Linked DNA regions of Arachis hypogaea: region 1 is linked to region 2. The links are chromatin contacts, called in public Hi-C maps. All regions are on one chromosome and are shown on one strand. Each heading gives the region's core, a stretch centred on a gene start, on an enhancer-like site or on the middle of the called end of the contact. The rest is flanking DNA. Distances are from core to core; before and after follow the strand shown. Region 1 has its middle 7.0 kb from the start of LOC112765834. Region 2 holds the start of LOC114925719 (pectin acetylesterase 9-like).

Region 1 (6,004 bases), core at 1,289-3,788, 480 kb after region 2:
TATAACTTGTAAAATATTTGTAACTTTCTTATTCAACTTATATTTGAGTTGGTTAGGCTTGTTAAGGGACTATTTTTTTCTGAGCGCCGGTCATGGCTCATTTTGGGGCGTGACAATTTATTAACTAACTACTTTTATTAAAGATATTATTATATAATATAATTTTTTGTAAAAATACTTTAAAAAAATAATTTATTTAAAATAATTATATATAATACATGAAAATATTAATTTTTTTATCTTTTTAATTTTTTTTTTTAAAAAAACAGAATAAATAATATAATTTTAAATACATACCTAAATAAAAAAGTTAATATTTTCGTGTATTATATATAACTTTTTAAATAAATTTTATTTTTACAAATATTTTGATAAAAAATTATATTATATAATAATATATTTAACAAAGTAATTAGTTAATAAATTTTAAATATAATAAAATAATTATTTGTCAAGTAATATAAAATAAATTTTATTTATTTTATATTTTTATGTTATAGTTTAAAATATTATTTTAATATTATAAAAAAATTTTGTATATATATATATATATATAAAAGGTGGGTCGGGTTAGAATTTAAAATCTGTCAAATTGAAAAAATTCACCAAATTATGTATATATGTTCTAATTATGTGACTTTATTTATTTTATTTTACAATTTTGTATATATGTTCAAATTATGTCACTTATTTTTTAAAATAAAGATGGTTCTATTGACAAATATTATTTTGAACAATTTTATTGAAGTTAAAAATTTAAAAAAAATAGTAAAAAAATTATATTATAATTTGACTATTTTTTATTTGATTTAATTGTTTAATTATTATTTTTTAGTTAATTTTAATTAATTTTATTTAAAAAAACAAAAAACAAAGTCAAACGGCTAGCATTTTGTACCCACTTTAGTTGGTGGGGTGGGCCGGCCCGTCCCACTTATGGTGCGGGCCTAGGCGAAGTGGGGCAGGTTGGGGCGGGCCGGCCTGCATTGCCACCCCTAATATATATACTATCTAATAAATTTTTTATATATTAAATAATTATAATCATATAATAACATTGAAATCAGAAAACATATTAAATATGTTACAGTATAACTATTTAAAATATCATTTTAATATAATTTTTTAATATTATAAAAAAAATTTGCATAAAAATTTTGCGAGTTTGGCGAATTTTTTTAATTTGACAGGTTTCAAATCCTAATCCGACCTACCTTTTTTAGCGAGTTCGGCAGGTCAACCTGACGGACTCGACCCATTTTGTCACCCCTAATATATATATTAAGAAGATTATCACATATTTTACTATATAAAAGTAGTAAAAACTTTTTTTTCTAAAAAATATAAATTAAATAAATACAAAAAATATAAATTTTTTTATTCATTAAGATTAATTATTATGCAATTTTTTTTATAATAATAAAATGATATTTTAAACTACAATATAAAAATATAAAATAACTAAAATTTATTTTATATTATTTGACAAATAATTAAATTATTATATTTAAAATTTATTAACTAATTACTTTGTTAAATATATTATTATATCACATAATTTTTTATCAAAATATTTGTAAAAATAAATTTATTTAAAAAATTATATATAATACATGAAAATATTAACTTTTTTATTTAGATATGTATTTAAAAATATATTTTTATTCTGTTTTTCTTAAAAAAATTAAAAAAAATAAAAACGTTAATATTTTCATGTATTATATATAATATTTTAAATAAATTACATTTTTAAAATATTTTTATAAAAAATTATATTATATAATAATATCTTTAATAAACATAGTTAGTTAATAAATTTTAAATATAATAATCTAATTATTTGTCAAGTAATATAAAATAAAATTTTAATTATTTTATATTTTTATGTTAGTTATAGTTTAAAATATTATTTTAATATAATTTTTTAATATTATAAAAAATTTGCATAATAATTAATTTTAATATTATATTTTATATTTAATTATTTAAGAATAAAAGATTCTGTTGTCGTTTAAAGTATTGTGTATTAAAGTATTGCCATTTAAAGCAGTCATTTATGTACTAGGATATTCTTTATTTATTAGAGTCCATCAATACTCTTTTTTTATATTAACCTTTAATTTTCATCTAATAAAATCTAATGACCTATATAAGTATGGCTCATTCAATAAACACATAATTGTTGAGCTCGTTTTAGAGATAGCCCGCTACGTTTACCCTAAATTTCGATTCTGTGTCGATTTTTCATTGTTAAATTATTTTCATTTAGTCCTAATTTTAAAGTTATTATTGTTGTTGTTGTTCTTTGTTTTAAACCTAACTTGTGATATTATTATACCATTACTCTTTTTTTGGGTCAGGATATTATAGTTTTGCGTTTTTTTTGGACCTGTTTATAGTTTTACTTATACACAAGAATTATAATATGTATTGCTTTCTTGGACCCATTACAAAAGAATTTTACAAGAGCCCAATAGATCAACATCAGGGAAACAAATAGCAAAAACGAAATCAGGAAAACAAAAGAAACGAGAACAATTCTTATCCCAAAAAGAAAACGGAAGTGAGCCCATTAGTTTATAGTACACAGATATTCCTGTTATGTGTTTAGTCCAACAAAAATAAATGAAAGAAAAAAGTGAAAAGCTATGGTGAACTATAGTGGTAAAAATAAACCGAATTGGTCGGTTCAATTAAAAAACTGATAAATCAAACCGGATAAAAACCGGTGTGAACAAATTAAAACTGATAAAAACAGATAAGAACTGGTGAAAAATCAGTCTAACTGAATTACTTAAAAGAAAATTCCAAAATTAATGTAGATATAATTTAAATTTGGGTCTTTCTTGTTACTACATACTTTCTTTGCTATTGAACTATGTTATTCCTTGATAATTTATATGCTAATTATTAATTGTGTAGTAAAACTGCACAATAATTTTTTAGATATTATTTTAATTTTATACTCACTTATATTTAAATTAATTATAGGGTTAAGTACGAATTTTTATAGGTCGAAAATTTTTTTTGTCTACAATCTTTTTTTTGCATACAAAATGGTCCCTAAGGTTTAACTTGGTTTTAAATTTTTTGCGGCGGAAGCAGAAGTAGAAGTAGATCGTGGACAGCTTCTTTTTCTTCTTCTTCCCTTCCCCTTTCTTCTTCTTCTCTTTTTCCTTCGCAGGAGTAGAAACACTTTTCTTCTCTTATTTTTCTTTTTTTTTTTTAATTTTATAATTCTTTTTATTATGAGTAGTTTTGTCTAAAATTTTAAGATTTAAATAAAAAGGACGATTTTATATACAATAAAGGGTTGGGGACAAAAAAAATTTTCAGCCTATACCTTAAGGACCAAAATGGTACTTAACCCTTAATTATATTTTTATTATTCATAATTATTAATAAAAATATTATTGAATATGTATAAATAAAATATATAAAATATTTTTATTAATTATAATATAATTATTTTTTTATAATATGATTATATGTTATTTATTAATATTTTTTTTAATAAATACGTATAGTATATAACAATATAATAAATATAAAAATACATTAACATAAAAATCAAATTAAAAAATTTTTATTATAAAAAAAATTAGAATTGTATATACTTATTTAATACTAATCGATTATAACTTGTGGATTATAATTTGTTAAAATTTGATTGTTTTTAAAATATTAGTGAAGATATGTATTTTGAATTTTAATTTAGATTTTTGACTATTTTATATTTTTTATTTACGTAGGACTTATTGATTGAACCAATAAACTAATAAATTAGTAGTCTAATCGATTCGATCACAAATTCGATTCTGACAACTATGTGGTGAATACATTAACCCCACTTTCCATGACCAAACATTATCCCCACTTTCTAATCTCACTTAGAGAGAGAGAAAGCCGACTCACCAATTACAATTTCTTACAAATTCAGTCATTTTTCTATCAACTACTAAACCAAACAGACGTGATTAGACAAAAATGTCGATAAGAAACCATGACGACACCATATTTGGCTGAAAAATTTAGATATGAAAATTTTTTTATGTTGCTTCCAAAAATGGGAATGAGAGGTAGGACTGCACATGGGATCGATAAAGTTGGGGTTGGTCTTGATCTGAATTCGACTCTAAATAATGGCTAGGTCTATTTTTAAAATTCTTATCCAATTCTAAATTTGGTGAATCACATTACTGACCAAACTAAAATTGAGTCTAAATTAAGTGAAATTCGGATCTTAATAAACTTTATATCAAAAAGTTATGATGTACTTATTTATAAAGAAAAAAAAAATACTTATTACCAAGAAGTTGACATTCATACTTAAAATTGAATTTGTCTATAAATTCTAGTTTTATATTTTTTGGTCTATTTTTTAATTTAATAAATGTGATTAAAAATAAAATAATAAGTTTATAATTAATATAACATAATATTAGATTTAATTTAAAACATATATTTTTTTTAGTTCTTTTAAGGTGCACATGGGTTTGGTGAAGTCAAGTTTGCCTTGATCCAGACCTAACCCTAAATAATGACCAGGTCTATTTTTGAGACCTTTATCCAACCTTAGACTCAGTGAGATCACATTAAATTTATTCTAAAATATTCGAGTCTGAACCGAATCTTTGAGCCGGTCCGAGACATGTATACCCCAAATGAGAGGTGTTAAATCGAAGTATGGTGGGACCTATTTTCTCGTAGTTGGCGAAAAACAGTTCTCGCCTTGTGCGAGAATAGTGATTTTAAATTTTTTTCAAAATGTGAAAAGCGATATTTCGCTGCAAGTGAGAAGAGGTTTTTTTTTTTAATCTTTTGAGTTTATACCTATTTTGGTTCTCAAAAAGTTTCAAACCAGACATTTTAGTCCCCAACTAAAATTAATTACTCGATTGGTCCCTAACAATTAATTCTATCAGTCACTTAGGTCCTTGGCTCCGTCAACTCTAACGAAAGACAAAATGGTCCCTGAAAACTCTAACATGGGACAAAATGATCCTTGACAATTCTAACAAGGGACAAAATGATCCCTGACCCCTTTATTCGAAAACGACACTGTTCTTTCCCAATTTTTATCATACCTCGCATAACCCTAACATTCATACTCTCCTTCTTCACCTTCATAGTCTTCTTTTCTATCTTTTCCTTCATCCTCTTTAGCTCCAAGATTAAGCCATGGTGTAATTGTCACACGTGTCGCAACTACCTCAACATGTAATGGACCACACACTTCCTAAATCTTTGTGACTGGTACATCCACCTCCTCTGCACTTCACCCACCAAAATCGTCCACTTCCACGTCTTTGATAACATTACCTCCAACCCCGACAACGTCTACGACATCCTCAAGACCAAGTTCCAAAACTACTTCAAGGGCACGCCTTTCTCCACTCTCCAACAAGTAATATAGATTGTTGGACATTAGGACATCATGAGAAGATTCTCCTTCGACATCATATGCAAATTCTCATTTGAAATAGACACTAAGTGCTTCATTCCTTCTTTTCCGGAGTCCAAGTTGGCAGACAGCTTCGACCTCGCATCCAAGCTATTACAACGAGCAATGTCGCCGTTGCCGCTCATATGGAAACTGAAGCGATTACTGAACATTGGTTCGGAGAAGAAGCTAAAGGAAGTGATCGGAGTGGTGGACAATGTGGTCATGGAGATGTTAGGACAGAGGAGGAGGGAGATGGCAACGATGACGATGAGTCTTAACAAATCAGACTTGCTGTCTAGATTCATGGGATTCATTGAAGACGACAACTAGTTGAGAGACATAGGCATTAGTTTCCTGAGTATGAATTGGTTGAGAACAGGTTGAGGATTTTTTTTCTTGTGAACATTAAATTTATAGAGTGTGCATTGTGTAGTTTGAAGTTACCGTGTTAGATTGTTAGTGTTATGCGAGATATGATGGAAATTGGGAGAGAACAATGTCGTTTCTGAACAAAGGAGATCAGGGACCATTCTGTTCCCTGTTAGAATTGTCAGTGAC
Region 2 (6,116 bases), core at 3,508-6,007:
AAATATTTAAAAAAAGAAAAAGAATTTTTCAGCTTATTATGAGAAATTTATTAGGTTCCCTTTTGTTTTTCATGTAATGTTTCAGGCAATTACATGAAGTTCAGTATTAAAGTCATTGCAGACTTAATACTCAACGTGTCCAAAAAAATACTTGATAGAGGACAAACAGAATTCCTAAGATTGCATATGGATAATCTTTGCTTGCACCTTATGAGATTATATTATGATTAATTACCAATAAAGGTCTATTGCATATTATATGATTTAAAATCATCTACTCATTCAATTATATGTAACCTTAGTTGATTAAATTACTACTAAAACTTCAAAAGTAAATGCAATAATGAATGTCAATTTTTTGTGTTAGTTAAGTGCATCATTTAAACTTATGTTAAAAAGTGATAACTTATTAGCTAATATTCCTTTTTCTCTCTTTCTTTATATATATGCTTTGTGTTAGTCTCAATTGGTTCATTCTTTTTTCTAATATTTTCTCGATATTGGTCTTTCACAGTTTTAGTAGAATCGTTTAAAAGGCTAGCTATACATTAAGTGCTTATTATTTGGGAAAGGTCTTCTACTTTGTTTGAATTTGATAAATATTTGGTAATTATGTCCAGGAACATTATTCAAAAACTTCTTACCTATTGAATTTCCTATATAAATACATTAATGTTGTTAAAGGACAATACATAGAAGAAGAAATTGAATAATAGCGAGAATTAGGAACTATGCAGGACATGAAGTATATAAGAGGATATGTATTGCATCACTAACACATATAAAAAAGGAAGAAAGTGTTGCAAAATGATGAAATGAGAATGTTTTGCTTTGATGACTGTAATCATCTTATCTCTCTTTCAATTAAGTATTGTTTTATTTGAAAATAAAGAGTTTAAAAGGATGGAAATCCCATAGAAAAAGAATTCAATTAGTAGGTTCGACCATTTCATTCCGTATGTAAAATATTTGAAAAAGCTTCATAGAATCCTAAACAAATCTCCTACCTCAATTGTGTACACTTAAATTAACTCTGAATCCATAATTTTGAGAAAAGGACTGAATTTCCTTCCAACCCATGAGCAGGATCTTAATTAGATTAATACACACAAATATACATTATTAAAAATTATTCAAAAAGCATAGAAAAGGTGGTCGTGTGTGGCTAATTTATGAAAATAAATTAAGATAGTATTCAAATATTAGCCACAAACCAGGTTTGAAAATAAGTAAGTTTACGAGCCTCATCTTCTACTCAAAATGAATGGATTCTTTGCAAACTGCTGAACTAAGTAAATGAGTTTTAAGTATAGCTTGGAAAAACTCAAGGACAAATAGATAGAGTTGAAATGATGTAAGTCCAAAACCAATTGATGGAGGAGAATCTGAAAAGTCAGTCCAATATCTTTGCTACCTTTTTTCAAAGTCAGAACTTCAAGGAAGCAAGAGATTCAAATATAAAAGAACTTTACTGAAAGTAACATCATCGTACTTTTTTGCTTGTTTCCTTAGGTTGTTGTAACCATGAAAGTAAGAAATTTGTAAACTAGAATTAAAACTTAATTTGAACAAAGAGATTAATACTTACTGAAATTAATTGGAAGAAAAACCATGACACTTGGTTTACTTTTTTTCAGTATCTCTCATCATACTAACTTTGAACGTTGAAAATAAATAATATTACGATGTACTTTAAAAAAAAGAATTATACCTTTATTAGTCAATCTTAAATTTGAATAATGAAAATGAGTTTTTTAAAGAAAAATCAATTGGATGTTTGATTACTTAATAGTACACTTATCAATGTAATTTTCATATTTATTATTTGATTACTTAATAACATACTTATCATAAACCGAATTAGTTAGATTCGGATATATATATATAAAAGTTATACAATAAAAATCATTTGTATTAATTATTTAATAATTTTTGTGCATAACAGTAACATAGTATTACAAATTTTATTTAAATATACATACATAATAATCTTTTTATATATAAGTGGAATCCAATAATATGAAATAGTAGTAGACTTAAAAAAAGGTTATCTGCGCTATCAAAAGTAGAAAATGAAATAGTATTTTATCCTATACAATGATTTTTTATGCATAACAAATTAAAAATTTCTAAAAAAAAAATAACAATTATTAGTATCAATTAATATATATTAGCTAATTTTGACATTAGATTAATATTTGAACCGCACTATGGACAGGTTTTACAGTAGTAAAAATTTATAATTTGGTCCACTAAACATCGACATTTCTAGTTAATATAAATATTCCTTTCAAAAAAAGTAAGTGTAACTCATTTTTGTCCTCAACGTTTAGGGTAAATCTTATTTGTGTTCCTAACGTTTAAATCGTCCTATTTGTATTTCTAACGTTTGTAAAAGTGATTCAATATTATCCTGCCGTCAATTACACATCATGAGTGCTTTAGTTTGAGTTTTAAAAATCTCTTCTTGAAGTTAGAATACAAATGTCTGGGATAGAATCGATGATCTACTCCGAAAAATACCTCATCAAATGTTGAAACTAATTCCTACAACATTTACATAATTCACTTTTCTAGGGATATAATTGAATCTAAACATAAATAGTTGGTATAATATTAAAATCGAACACATCCAAGTAAGACCTAATTGAGAATGAATACATCCAAGTGAGAATAATTGAAAAAATATAATCTGATTTGTTAGTATAATTGATAGTAGGATAACATTGAATCACTTCTATAAACGTTAAGGATACGCAAATAGGACGATTTAAACATTAGGGACACAAATAGAACTTACTCCAAACGTTGGGGACAAAAACTATACTTTACTCTAGTAATAAATAAACTAAAGTTTACCAACTCAAAGGGAGTATTCTAATCGAAAGTACAACGCTAAGTTCCAAGACATTAAATTTTTATGACTATGGCGACTTATTATTGTGGCAGTCTAGGGAATATATCTTAAATATGTCATAGGTTTTAGTAAGAAAATAATCTACGGTTAAGGAATTTTTGTCCTAATAAATCCAAATATATAGACATTAATAAATATAAAATTAATATGAGCAGTATTTTCATTAAATCACATAATTAAGTATGACATAGATAATTTGGTATAAAGTAAAAATATACTTTGAGTAATGCTTAGCTTGTTGTGTTTAGAATTGTTTAATTGTATGGTTAAATATATGTTTACTTTTGCAAAAAGCACGAGTCATTTTTGTTTTATCTAATAAATTATGAATGTTTCTCCATAGAAATCATGTTTCACTACAAAAAAAAAATGTGTTTTAGCGACAAACTTTTAGTGGCAATAACATAATGACCACTAATTCTTTAATTTAAATTATGTTTTTGCGGTAATTATATATTTGCCATCATTACTATATGTTATAGTGGCCATTATTACTATTGCCAGAAAATTATTATTTTTTATTATTTATAATTTTAATTTTTTTAAATTATTACGGTGGCCATTATCATTATTGCCACTAAACTTTATTATTACTTTCTTTTTATTATCCCTAAATGAAATTGAAAACTGGAGAGAGAAAGAGAAACTGAAAAAGGAAGAGAAGTATGGACACTGGGTTAATTCGCGTGCTTTCCTCCATCGCCGATCACCACCGCCGTAACCGTTGCCATCGCCGACAGTCGCCGTCCATCATCCTACTCCTTGGACCTCATTTCCATCCGATCCACCTCAGATCCGCATCGCTTTCATCATTTGTTCATCTCAGATTTACGTCGCCAAGGTCTTCTAGCCACTGTTATTGTTCTTGTTACAACACCGCACCTCCGCCGCTGTCGGTAGGTCTTCTCCATTTATTTTTCGATTTAGGTTTCAATATTTAGAAGCCTGTGATTCTCTCTCTATATTATTACTTTTGCTCTGTTTGCTTGAAGTGTTTAAGCTAAAATTGAAGTGTTTAAGTGTTTGTTTTTGATTTTGAGATAACAGCCAAATATTATCTAATGGAAAGGCCTTTGGATGCTTCACGAGCGGTTCGATTCTTATAAATGGAAGGAATGAATGAATCCTCTCCTTCAAGAAAATTATTGGCTTTGTGACACAAGATGATGTAGTTCATGGAAACTTGACAGTGGAAGAGAATCTCTGGATTAGTGCACAATGCAGGTACATTATATTGCTGCACATTCTAACTGAACTATGTTGTTACTCTTGAGTGCTAGAAATGTACTTATTCAAGTGAATTTTTTTGTTAATGTTAAAGGTTATCAGCTGACTTGTCAAAACAAGAAAAAGTTCTAGTTCTTGAAAGAGTTATTGAATTCTTGGGGCTTCGATCTGTGAGGAATTCCTTGGTTGGAACGGTGGAAAATCAAGGGATCTCTGGCTGCCAAAGGAAGCGTGTAAATGTCGGATTAGAAATGGTTATGGAACCTTCACTTCTGATCTTGGATGAACCCACTTCTAGTTTGGACAGTGCATCATCTCAGCTTCTTTTAAGAGCTCTAGGATGCAAAGCGCTTGAGGGAGTGAACATTTGCATGTTGGTTCACCAACCCGGGTAACTTCTTATTAAATTATCCAAGTTGAAATCTGCATGAGAAAACATTTTGCAGATTAATCTTATGCTTCCCTCACAATGATTTGATGATTGATTTTGATACTTCAGCTATGCATTGTTCAAGATGTTTGATGGCCAAAATTTTTGCAGCCTAGAGTCTTTGAATTCGGAAGGCAAGGTTTGTATTTTCTATATCCTCTTCTGCGGCTTGTTCATATGAGTATGAATGAGAACACTTGCCACTGTTTCAAGAACTTGAAGGATTTGAAGCCATTTGGCGCAAGTTCAGCGGGTCAATCTCTGGAAAACTTTGGTTTCCTAGTTTCTCTTGCCAAAAGTAATTCTTTTACCCAATATTCTCTCTTGTAGAACATTTGAGTACTTCTTTAGTTAATCAAGTAATTGAGAAAAAAATAAAAAGCAATCTAATCTGTTTAATTTGACTGAAATAGTAATTTGTTTTATATTAAAAATTTGATCAGAAAGAGGCAAAAACTCATTTGCCAGAATTGGATGCAAGAGATGGAATTTCTATTGACATGGAAGACATTGGAACTTCTCAAGTTTGGAATATGCGCTATAGGTATTCTATAATTTCACTGATTAAAAGAAAAAATAATTGTGAACTTTGATCTTATTAATTTCTTTAAGTTTTCTTTGCATTTTGTCATGATCTTTATAAGACATTGGGACTAAAATTTTCTTTTGTTGGATTATTATTTCCTCTTGGAGCATCAGATACTGGCCAAACAATAAAAGCAGGATGTACCTGCTTGAGAACACTGGTGAATTTTCTAGCTTTGCCTTTGGCATATATAGTTTTAAATTAAGGATCTTATGTGAGAATGGTTTTTCAACTTTCGATTTCAATTTCAATTTTGCAGGAGATTTTGTGAAAGCCAATGGACTCCAAGAAGGAGATTTCGTGAAAGCCAATGCACATATATGTATATAATCTGTGCTTTACCTTTTAGTTGAACATTATATATATATATATATATATATATATATATATATATATATTCCCGAGCCTAAAGAATTAGAGGATCTTTGGGATTTGTAGGGGAATGAAATAAGGGGGATGTATATTGTATATGAATATTATATATTATTGTATGTGACTAGTTCCAGAGAAAATACTAGTGCTGAATTATTATTGTTTGATAAGATTTCTGGATTAATTTTTGTTCCTTATTCAAAGTAATGCATTGGATTATGATAAGTAGTATTATATAACTTATGAACATTTCTATATATTCTTCCTCGATCAGTAGACGGTGCCTTCAGTAGTATTATATTCAAGACTTGGTGTGTTTATTCTTTTTTCCATTAACTTGCATCATTAGCTCAGGAAAACTACACAAGAATTTGACATTTTGAAGTGTTTCCATGCAGTGCTTCTTTCCACAATGTGTTGAGATATATATCGACTCCTTATTTTATCTTGAATTCAGCCTATGATGTATTTCAAGTAAGAATTCCGGACATATTTTGTAGACTATATTTGCATATATCTTGGTTAATGTCATTGGCAGAATGTAGGATGAATAAAACTTCTCATGTCAACAGTTCCATCATATA

The links. Hi-C and Micro-C count contacts between places; a contact is called where the count stands out from the background.
Region 1: a Hi-C map of leaf shows a contact between it and region 2, with 2.1 times the contacts expected there. The contact joins the enhancer-like site here to the promoter of LOC114925719 in region 2. A contact is called at or near these places in 3 of 8 Hi-C or Micro-C datasets (all in leaf).

Annotation. Positions count from the first base shown.
Region 1 is chr17:43,498,698-43,504,701 of arahy.Tifrunner.gnm2.J5K5, forward strand. No RefSeq gene overlaps it. Among protein-coding and RNA genes, the nearest start is that of LOC112765834, 7.0 kb to the right of the region's middle. Within about 2 kb of position 2,539, at least 3 of the 3 cell types and tissues checked have open chromatin away from gene starts, as enhancers often do.
Region 2 is chr17:43,011,584-43,017,699 of arahy.Tifrunner.gnm2.J5K5, forward strand. It overlaps LOC114925719 (pectin acetylesterase 9-like), which reads left to right and starts at 4,758. Exons shown (of 7, transcript XM_072221835.1): 1 at 4,758-4,856; 2 at 5,018-5,118; 3 at 5,420-5,482; 4 at 5,931-6,006; 5 at 6,105-6,116. The coding sequence starts at 4,758.